2 separate regions of the Triticum aestivum genome follow, and region 1 is linked to region 2. Evidence: chromatin contacts called from public Hi-C data. All regions are on one chromosome and are shown on one strand. The core of a region is the stretch at or near the end of the contact, and the rest is flanking DNA. Distances in the headings are between cores, read along the strand shown. Region 1 holds the start of LOC123172257 (transcription initiation factor IIB). Region 2 has its middle 50 kb from the start of LOC123182518.

Evidence for each region. Hi-C and Micro-C count contacts between places; a contact is called where the count stands out from the background.
Region 1: a contact with region 2 is called in a Hi-C map of leaf, with 4 times the contacts expected there. The contact joins the promoter of LOC123172257 here to the enhancer-like site in region 2. A contact is called at or near these places in 2 of 5 Hi-C or Micro-C datasets (both in leaf).

What each region holds. Positions count from the first base shown.
Region 1 is chr1D:416,913,736-416,919,698 of IWGSC CS RefSeq v2.1, forward strand. LOC123172257 (transcription initiation factor IIB) reads left to right here and starts at 4,182. Exons shown (of 1, transcript XM_044589260.1): 1 at 4,182-5,355. The coding sequence starts at 4,247. The coding sequence ends at 5,200.
Region 2 is chr1D:416,777,932-416,783,618 of IWGSC CS RefSeq v2.1, forward strand. No RefSeq gene overlaps it. Among protein-coding and RNA genes, the nearest start is that of LOC123182518, 50 kb to the left of the region's middle. Within about 2 kb of position 3,825, at least 4 of the 8 cell types and tissues checked have an H3K27ac peak or open chromatin away from gene starts, as enhancers often do. A contact at or near this core is called in leaf, where this site is marked.

The sequences.
Region 1 (5,963 bases), core at 2,932-5,431, 140 kb after region 2:
GCAATAAAGGGATCTTAACCTATAGTCCCGGTTGGAGACACAAACCGGCATTATAGGGCAATTTTCAAACTCTACCCCCCTCCCCCCGCGCGTGTAACGCCATTTCAGTTTTCAAAAAAACAAAAGAAAATTATAAAAACTTCAAAAATTAAAATCCTTCGAGATGTAGTTATGTTACTACATCTACTAGTTAGGAAAATTTAAAAACTTAAATTTTGACATGTTTTGCAAAAAAGTGTGATGAAAAAGTAGAACGACTATATCTTTTGCATATGATGTCGAAAAAAAGTATAATATATCAAAATGTTCAGCACGAAAATCCGCAACCGATTTTGACTGCCGTGGGCCGTTTTGCAAATTTTTAGAATCCTCAAATTCTAAAAGGAAAAAAAGATATGCTCAAATTTCAGTTTTTTTGAATTTTGGTCAAACATGGTCAAACTACTTATTCAAGAAATATTAGTGTTACTAAATAATTATTTCAATTTTTTGAATTTTGGTCAAATCTGGTCAAACTACTTATTCAAGAAATATTAGTGTTACTAAATAATTATTGTTTTTAGAATAATAGTTTTAAACTGAAACGGTGAAACGTGTGACCTAATGCTCAAGCTAAACTCCTGAGGGTTAATAGGATTGACAGCTTACTATTGTCAGGAAAACAACAAATGCAGACTTGGAAACTAGGGGGAATATAACTCGGAAGTTAAGCGTGCTCAGGCTGGAGTAGTGAGAGGTGGGTGACCGGCCTGGAAGATAGACGATTTGAAATGAGTGATCTACACTTAAGCAGTTATAAGGGGTGATTAGAGACTAAATCGTCAAATAATTCAGAAAATTGAAAATCAACAAAAATCTTTTTTTCCAAATTTAAAAAAAAATCTTTAGTATCTGTTGGTGTTACCAACCGGGACTAAAGGTCCCCCATACCACGGCGCAGGCTCGCGCCACGTGATGGGCCTTTAGTAGCGGTTCGTGTTGAACCGGGACTAGGGGGAGGGGGGCTTTAGTCTCCACCCTTTAATGCCGGTTGCAGAACTGGCACTAAAGGCCCTTACGGACCGGTAATAAAGCTCTATTTTCTACTAGTGGAATGACACCCTCAAGGGGAACAACACAAGAGCGTTGCCGTTATCCGATAGGCAGATCTAGGGCCACGTCCCTTTCATGCACGTTGGCAACAAATTCATTCATTCATCCACGTTGGAAGCCAGGGCCACATCCCATTCCTTTACATCACGGGCTACCCAGGTGCTTCTCCACTTCAGAGAAAAGGCTCGGCTAAGCCCAAGTAGGGTTTGGACCCAACCCGGCTTTGAATTAATGAAGGCATTAATCGGTCAGGATACAAACAGCAGCAACATACAAGCATAATAGAACAAGAAAAGGGAAAGGGAAATGGGGATGCAACCCCAAACGACAGATACAAGGTGAGGAAAATAAGCAAATGGTCAGCATACGTTTAATTTTTAGGCACTATTATTTTTGTTTTATAATATTTTTATTTTTATTTCTGAAATGGAAAATATTGTATTTACATATTTCAAAATGATCATCATACATTTAATTGTTTTAGCACGGCGTAAGAAAATGTTCGTTCCTCTTTTATATAATATTGGTACCATTCGAATAAATGTTCGTGGCATTCAAAAAATGATCGCACGTTACAAAAATATGTTATTGACATGTGTAATATGCAGGCACCATTTCCCATATTTTCCAACTTTTTATCACATGAATATAATGTTTTGTACCCTCAAATCAAAGAATACAATGTTTTAATATGTTAGTTGTCTGTAGATGGGGCTTTGGGCCACCCAACCCTACTCAAGGCTCGAGAGTAGCGAGAGGTAGAGGCGAGACAGTAGGAACGCTCACTGTAAGCGAGATATAGTATTTGCGAAGCGTGAAATACGGATTACCACAACCGCTCGCCCTTGGCACTTAAGAAATTGCCCATCAAACGCGGGAGATCTTGGGCTTGCGAGCGGCCGTCCTAATTTTTTATTATACTTTTATGTATATTTGTAAAATGTAAAATATTTAATTTACATATTTCAAAATGCTCAGCATACTTTAATGTTTTTTAACATAGTGAAAGAAAATATTCGTGCCTCTTTTAAATCATATTGGTAGCATTAAAAAATCATTATATTCACAAATGTTCGCGAGTTTCAAAAATATGTTATTGACATATATAATATGTAGGCACTATTTCCCAATATATTTAGCACATGAATATATTGTTTTGTATCCCCAGAAGAAAGAATATACTGTTTTAATATGTTAGTTGTGTGCAGACGGGGATTTCAGCCGCACGTCCCTACTAAAGGCTCGTAGGCCCAGCTGAATAGTGATCATTGTCGAAGGAATCCAGACGGACAGTCCCGTGTCTCGGTTGTAGCGAGAGTTAGTGCGCTCTTGCGCAAGGCACGTCCCTAAATGGGCCTGCTAGGCGCGCGGGAGGCCAGGGCCTCTTTTTAGTTGTTTTCATGTTTTCTATTTTTGTTTATTTTTCCTTTACTTTCATTTATACTTTCAAATATTCTTAATAAATACTCCCTCTGTCCCAAAAATAAGTGTCTCAACTTTGTACTAACATTAGTACAGAATTGCACTAAGCTTGAGACACTTATTTTCGGACGGAGGGACTATATTACAAAAATGTTTTCATGAAGTATTTGAAAAATAATCTTAACCAAGCATTTGAAAAATGTCAAGTGCATGTAAAGAAAATGTTTCTTGTGTATACGCAAAATAAACAATGTGTGTGATATGTTAATCATGTATTAAACAAATATTATCAAGCATTCAAAAAATGTTGAACAGGTATTTGGAAATTTTGAATCAAGAATTTGAAGATATTAAATGCGTATAAAAAAATGTTGGCCATGTATTCAAAAAATGTTTACCAAGTATTTGGAAAATTTGAATCAAGAATTTCAAAAATGTTAAATGTGTATAGAAAACTGTTGACTATATATTAATTTTTTTAATTTTGTATTGTATTGAAAAAAATTAAACTTGTAATTGAACAACATTGCTGGCAAGTGGCATACCTGCACGAGCATACCCCCTTCACCCGTGCGGTATTTTGTGCCAATCCATATGCGGGGCATAATACCTGCTATTTTTCAATTACATTTTCATCGCCATTTTTTTGTTTATATTTTGCATTATTTATATAATTTAATATTTCGAAAAAAATGAGATTTAATAATAAACAGGAAACAAAAAAAATACTCGTGCATTTTAAAAAATGTTTGCATATTAAAACAAGTTCGTAATTTGAAACAAATGTTAGGAAATAAAAAAATTCATGATTTTGAGAAAAGTTTAGGAATCTGAACAAATCTTAGCGATTTTTTAAAAATGTTCAAAAATTCAAATAATGCTGGTGCATTAAAACCTTTCATCGATTCAAACAGTGTTTGCTGATAGAAATTTATTTAAAAGAATTTGAAAACTGTTCAGGCATTTATTAAAAAATATTTCGCTAAATAAAAAATGATCCTCAATTTAAAAAATTATTCTCCAATTTCGAGAAAATGTAGGTTATCTCAAAACAATGTTCACGAGTTTAAAAATTGCGAATTTAATAAAATAATCCGCCATTTAATTTTTTTGTGAATTTGAAAATTTATTTTGAATTCATGAAAGTATATATGTATTGAAAAATATTCATGATTAAAAAAACATTTTGAAAAATGCTGATGGATTTGAAAATATGTTTACAAAATGAAAAAGGAAATGAAAAATAGAAAGAATGGAAAATTTAATGTAAAAATAATAGAAAACAGATATTAGTAAACAAAAAAAAGTGAAATGAAAACGAAATGAAAGGAGATAGAAAATAATAAAAATAATAGAAAATTGATAAGAGAAAAGATCGGTCTGGAACGTTCCTATAACTGAAAAGGAGCTAGTTGGGCCGGCCTAATGTGTACGGGAGTGAGGTGTATGCGCCGTCGGGCCGCCACGTCTGGCTGGGCCCTAGGCCGTCGCCCCGGCCCAGGGCCGGCTAGCCGAGAAGACCAGATTGCAGTTTGCAAGGACTTTCCGCGGCCGTACGAAAACGAGTCGAACTCGTGCCCAGCTCCAAACTAGCCTTACGAACCGACCTATGCGTCTATAAATATCAGCCCAAGGCCCCCAATCTAACCTTCAAAGTTCAAACCCTTTTCCCCAGCTCCGTCGCCACAATCATCCGGAAACTGCGCACACGGCGGCGGCGGCAGCAGCAGCCATGTACGCCAGCACCTGCTCCGCGGCCGACGAGCGCATGTACTGCCCGGAGTGCCGCCGCGCGACGGAGGTTGTCCTGGACCACGGCACCGGCGACACCATCTGCACCGAGTGCGCGCTCGTCCTCGACGCGCACTACATCGACGAGGGTTCCGAGTGGCGCAACTTCGCCGACGACGGCGGCGGCGAGGACCGCGACCCCAACCGCGTCGGCGCCTCCGGCGACCCCTTCCTCGCCGCCAAGCTCTCCACCGTCATCGACTACACCAACAAGCCCAAGAAGTCCTCCGCCACCGGCGTGGCGACAAAGGCCCCGCCCAGGATGTCGGTGCCGGACGCGGGGGCGGCCTCCGAAAACACCCTCGTCGACGGCTTCCGCGGAATCTCTGACATGGCCGACCGGCTCGGCCTCGTGGCCACCATCCGGGACCTGGCCAAGGAGACGTTCAAGAAGCTGGACGAGGCCAAGGGCTGCCCGCGCGGCCGGAAGCGGGACTCCGTCTACGCCGCCTGCCTCTACATCGCCTGCCGCAACCTCGGCATGCCGCGCACGTACAAGGAGCTCGCCTCCGTCACCGCCGGGGGCGTGGCTGCCAAGAAGGACGTCGGCAAGATGACGACGCACATCAAGAAGCTCCTCGGGGAGGAGGACGGCCAGGTGATGGACATCGGCGTCGTCAGCGCCTCCGACTACCTGCGCCGCTTCTGCTCCCGGCTTGGCCTGGGCAACCAGGAGGTGCGCGACGCGCAGGAGGCCGTGCGGAGGGTCGAGGAAGGGCTCGACGTGCGCCGCAACCCGGAGTCCGTCGCCGCCGCCATCATCTACATGGTCGTGCAGCGTGCCGGCGCCAGCAGGTCCGCCAAGGACGTGTCCGTCGCCACCGGCGTGGCCGAGGGCACCATCAAGGAGGTGCACAAGGACCTCGCCCCACACGCACAGATGCTCTTCGGCTGAGCCTGAGCGCCCACGACATTAACGCTTCTTGATCCTTTGGCTGTTTGGCAGGTCTGCATGCATGCATGTTTGCCATGTCCACAATTCCAAACGCGTGCTGTTCTTGGCAACTATCTTAGTCTTGGGCATGTGAAGTTATTGTTGGACTTCGTTTCTAAGTGCTGAATCATATCATTCGTGAATGAATCCGTGCTTAGTTCGTTTGATCCGATTAAACTCATGAACCGAGGTCTCAGACACGTTTGCCAAGTACGCTACTCGTGAATTATAATGGTCTCATGAACGTGAGGCTAATAATTTCGAGGGCTCGACATTTTCACCAAAAATTCATCACACATTACAATGAAGTGAAAAAGGCGGCGACAGTCTCAAAGAAGGGGGTGAAGCTTCAATTCCGGCTAGGTTCAAACAAATTTTGAAATTTGCTTGAATCTCGTTGAAATTGAAACCAGAATGGCCAGATTAAAAACTGAAATAGGTGATTTCAAAGCATTTTAGCCCAACAAAATCCCTAAACCACAACATGAATAACTTCGGAAACAAAACTGGCATGGCAATGTGATGTATACTCTTGCCGAATATGGCCATTCGAAAACAAAACTGAAATATGACTAATGTTCAGATATACATATGGCAAAGTACCGAAAGAATCTTTTGGTGTTATACACCAATTGAAAGAATCTGACATGTGTTATTGAGTTGAACATGTTGTTTTCGCGGTGGCAGGAGGATCCTGGAAAATATGAAGAGGGGATCAAGTACT
Region 2 (5,687 bases), core at 2,575-5,074:
TAGTATTCTAGTGAGCTTGCATCATTGCATTATACATGCATGTTTTCTTCTTCATAAATCTTGCCAAACCTAAAAATTATTTCTGCCTCCGCCACTGTTGATCTGCCAGCCCATGCCGTGTACCCGGGAGTGTAGAGCGAGCGAGCCGCCATCATAGCAGGACAGTTCAGTGTAGCGAACAAGCTCAAAATATATTGTACCAAACCGGAGAATACTTTAGCGAAAAATAATTACACTATTTGCGAAATTTTTTAATTTATATTTTTGAACACATTTTTGAAACATGAACTTTTTTTTTATAATTCTGAAGAGATTCTGAAAGAAACAAACAATCTTAGAAATTCCACACATTTTTTTGAGAACGCAAACAATTTTGTATAAGTCTCTACTACTTAAAAAGAATGTATTTCACTTTTTTCGACCACTCTTTGTCCAACCTTCCCCGTATGATAATCAAATATCTTAATTTATTTATCTTTTGTACCAATTTCATTTTAATTAGTTATTAAACTTCTCATCAAAATAACAGGTAGAACTTGATAAATATTTATTTATACAATTGAATTAATATGGGCAGGTAAATCACAGGCTAATTACTAAAATATTTATATCCCGTTCCAACTCAGGGGCATTATCCTACTCCCACAAAAATAAAATTTGTGAAAAAACATGAAAACAAGTACATTTCTTTAAATTCCTGAATAATTTTTAAATTTGTGAACAAATTTCAAAACAAAGACTTTTTGACATTGTGAACAATTTTTAAATCTTTGAACATTTTTTAAATGGGAAAATTTCTCCAAATTCTGAAAAAAGAATATCAGAAAGAATATTTTTTTAATACGTCAACATTTTTAAAGAGGGGACTTTTTGGAAGAGAAAACAAGTAAAAACAGTAGGAAAAAGATAAAAACCGGACAGAAACCTTCCGAACGTACGTGTTCTCAAAATGGGCCCGCCCTAGGAATAGCTAGCGCAAGGTGGCGCCTATTTGACGCGGCCGGCCCATGTGGGGCGCGAGGTCCCCAGTTTTTATTCTTTATTCTTTTATGTTTCTTTTCTGTTTGTCTTTTTATTTCTTTTTCGCATCCGTTTTTTCTCTCTTTTTTATTTCTCTTAGTGATTTTTTCTAAAATATTGAGCATTTGTTTTTGCTTAATGAATACAGAAAATGTTCATCTAATTCAAAAAAATGTTTATCATATTCAAAATTTGTTCATCGTATACAAAATTTGTTCACCATAATTTGAATAAAAATTCATCAAATACAAAAAATGTTCATCCATTTTTCAGCAAGTTCATCCGATTTTCAAAAAAGTATTCTTGAATTGAGAATTTGTTCATTAAGTTCAAAAAATTAAAAATGTTCATCTAATTCGAAAAAGGTTCATCTTCTTTAAAAAATGTTCATCGTATTCAAAATTTCTTTACCATAATTTTTAAATATATTCATCAAATTCAGTAAAGGTTCATCCATTTTTGAAAAATTTAATCCGATTTTTTTCAGAAATTGTTCTTCAATTAAGAATTTTCTCATAGAATTCAATTTTTGTTCATCTAATTAAAATGTTCATGAATATCCAGATTCACGAACATTTTTTCAAATTCTTGAACACTATTCCAGTTCACGGATATTTTTTGGCTCCACAAACTTTTTTGAAATTGGCGGGTTTTAATACCAGAAAGTTTACGAAATCCCGCATTATTTATAAAAGAAAAAAAAACGAAATAGGAAATTAGTGGGCTCCCAACTGCCACTCATGGGCCTGCCCAAGATGGGTGCGTGGGTTCAGCGGGGTGTGCGCCCGCGTCCGCTCCCTGGTGCGTGCTGCGCCCTATAGGAGCTCCCCATCCATTTGACCACAAGGGTGAACAGTTGTGTGGTAAATGGGTTGGCCAACACGGGAGGAATGCTGGGGAGCAACTAGTTGACGAGCACTCCTTCGGGAGCCTCATAATGATCAGCGCCACTTAGCGCTCTCTTAGCCATTCGCCATGTTTCGCGCTTTGGACGCTCCTCCGGATTTTATTTTTTTATTTTTCCGCACGCATTTTTGGCTTTTAAACGATTTTTTTTGGGTTTTTTTCGACGTTTAGATTTTCCACCGGTCTTCCTTAGCTTTTGGATAAAAAATTGCGCGAAAAAACACGTTTTTTTCCGCAGGAGTCACGGTTTTATTTCCGCTAGAGGCACTGTTTTGCTTTCGCGAGAGTCACGGCCGTGCCTCTCGGAAATGGGAAAAAACACATTTTTTTTTTCTTTCATGAGAGGCACGGTTTTGCTTCTACGAGAGGCATGGTTGTGTGCTTTTGCGAGAAGCATGGCCGTGACTCCTCGGAAACTAAAAAAACGCATTTTCTCTTCTTCTTTTTCTTCCGCGAGAGGCACGGTTGTGATTTCGGAGAGGCACGGGTGTGCCTGTTTCGAAAGGGAAAAACATGTGCTCCTGATTTGGTTTTTTCATCTGGTTTTTTTCATGAAAAAAGTTTCTCAAAACCTATCAACATGGGATCTAGTTTTGAACATCTTGACACAAGGAATCCAACGGTGAAAGCGGTTCGAGATTTGGACACACGGTTTAAGAGATAAAACCTTTTGAATAAACGGATCTACAAAAAAGGGAAAATTCTCAGGTTGCGACAAATGATGCACAGTGCACCACTTGTCGCAACCTGGGAAGGTGGGGAGTGATCTTTGCAATGAGTACTCCTCAATTAGTGATTTGGGGAATGCTGGCCATTGGGCACTTAATAAATGGGCGGGCCTACTGAGAGGAATGCAGGCTCGCTAGCGCACGTCCTATTTTTTTTAAAAACTGAGAGGAATACAAGTCATAAATTTATTCACATGATTCCAAGATATGTTCCTCACATTTTTAAAAACATTTAATACAACAAATGTTCGACTGATTTACAAAAAAATTGTACAATTAAATGTTTTTTGATGATATTTACAAATATGTTCACATGTTTAAAAAAATCATCATATTGTTGGAAATTTTGTAATACGAAAGAATTGTCAAGTAATTTAGAAAAAAAAGTCATACCGTTGAAAAAATATTTATGAAGTTCAAAAGATATTAATGCATAACAAAAAATGTCGAGAATTTGCTTTTTAATTTTTAATACAATACAAAAATTGTTGGCTTATTTTGTTTTAACGTAATTACCATTCAAAAAAAGTTTAATGCATGTTTGGAAAATCTTTAACATTTATTCAAAAACATGTTTATCTTTTGTTTGCAAAATATTTAACATGTATTCAAAAATAATGCTCAAACATGTATTTGAAAAAATATTAATCATGTTTTTGAGAAATGTTCAACGTGTATCAAAAAAAAAGTTTCACGTCTATACGGAGCATTTATGACTTGTATTAAAAAATACCTATATTTGAAAAGGCAAAATCGAAAAGAGAATAAAACAAATGTAAACCAATAAAAGAAACATAGAAAACAGTAGAAAAGAAACTTATAGAAGTTTCTAAAACCGGTACAAACCAGTCTATAAAACCTTCTCAAACCCGCTTTAATGGGCAATCCCACTAAAGCGAGCATGCCTCCAGCGCCACTAGAGGAGAGGTGGAGCTATGTCTCGCTTCGCGAAAGGCCTAGCCTAGTGTATACCCAAACCCCTATTTCTAACCAAGATTACGTTCTCATGTTTCACCACTTGTTTCTACATCTTCAGCTATCCAATCGGTGACTGCCACGCGGATTAATTTGGGACCTAAGCGGGTACGATCTCGTGTGGACGTAGCAGCTGTCGCGCAAATTTCGTCAACGTGTGGGGCCTGCCTGTGTGCGTACTCAGGTGCTCGTAGCGATCTGTTCTGATCCTATCTTCTTCCCCTGTGTGTTGAGTTCTCTCTGGTCTGGAAGGCTGCGTATCCATCCCGAACCACGCAGCCCAGCGCCCCGTCGCCCACCACACAACTGCCTGCCGCTGCTCCACCGCTATGTACGGGTATAAAAATCCTCCCCGCCTCTCCTTTCGAGCTCACCACTACACGTGAGCGCGTCAACTATGCATGAACCTGTTCTCCCCGACCTGGCTGCCGGCCAGTGCCTCGCCGAAGCCGCCATCACCCGTCTTCTCTGGCTGCCGATCGAGTCAGAGGGGCTGCCTAAGCGGGAGCTATCCCGACTCAAGCGCCGATGACACGTCGCCGATTTCGCTCTGTCATTGATGGTCCTTCTGCCGTTGCGGAGCTCAGCAGCACTTTCGTCACCAGCGGCGGTCAGGCAAAATCTGCGACCTCACATGAGGGCAGCAGTGTAGTTACAGGCCATCCGCTGTCGTGATCCAGTGTGGGAGGAATCGATGTGGGGGCTTCCCCCCCGTTCCCCACCACCGCAACTGTGGCCTGCCCCGAAGAAAATCATTGACTCAGTCGAGCCCGGTGCAAGAGAGTGATCTAGGCCATCAACATCCCTCTTTGTCCAATTGCTTTGGTTGCCTGCCGCTATATGGGCAGCGCTTGAAAGCAGACCGATCTGGGCGAGGCGGAGAAAAAATCAGTCCTAGAACATTCCTAGCCTCTTCTTCTACAATCGATTGCTCTTCCGCTGGAGACCACTATTCCACTTCTCTCTTTTCTTTACATTCCATAAATAATTATTGTCTATTAATTTTTATTACGCTATTTTTTTCTGTTTCAATGAGGAGCTTGAAAGAATGGATCTCAAGCGCACTATATGAAGCTTCAGGAGGGAAGGAAAGACTAAGAGTGCTCAACGGAATCATAGGAGCTCCTGGTCATGCGCATGCGACTGGATGCAACAGGGGAGCTCGAACTGCTTGAGTTCGTCGGCCATGGCGGCGGCCGTGCTCAGAGCTCGCGGGGATGATGCTATATTGCAAATTAAAGTAGAGGAGATGGGGAAAATCAAAGAGGGAGAAAACGGTCCGAGAAAGATTGCAACAAGACCGTTGTTGTAGAGAAATGAGCGCAATATTGAGTTTGTTGCAGAGATCAACGACTACTCGACACTCCATCCAACGGCTACTGAGGCGGCCGATCTTTTCAGATTATCCGTCGGCCGACGCGTAGCGCTGCCCTTATTGCATTGGAATGGTGATTTTCTTGATAGAAACAACAATGTGACAGAAAACTCCAACCAAAATGGTGCTTCAGCCCGATGGCTTCTACATTTCCATCTCCTAGAAGGTCACACAAGAATTATATAGTGAAGTCACGACCAGGGTCTTTTAGAGGCGTTCTTGTACATCACTCTCCATATCGGCACCTTTAACCCCTATGTGAACAAATGAGAAGTTGCCATGTTAAAAATTCTATCTATACAATTCATATATCACATATCCATGCTCGACTCATAGTTCCTAGCATATTTAAGTACTCCGTCTATTTCAAAATAAGTGTTTCAACTTTATACTAACTTTAGTACAAAGTTATACTAAACTTGAGACACTTGTTTTGATACAGAGGAAATACTTACGCAAGCATGTTTTCCAAGATAGTCAAGTGAACATGGTTGTTTATTTCCGAGTTTCATTATAGCTACGTAAGATGGCCCAATGTTGGAGTAATCTCATAGCTAAAATACAACATTGCTCAAGTATCCATATGCCAGCATGACGGGATAGGCGAAGCGGGTGAGTGCCCCACCCCAGATGGCTAAAGTCCAGTAGTCGGAAGCATCACTAGTTTATGCTCTAACCCAAGT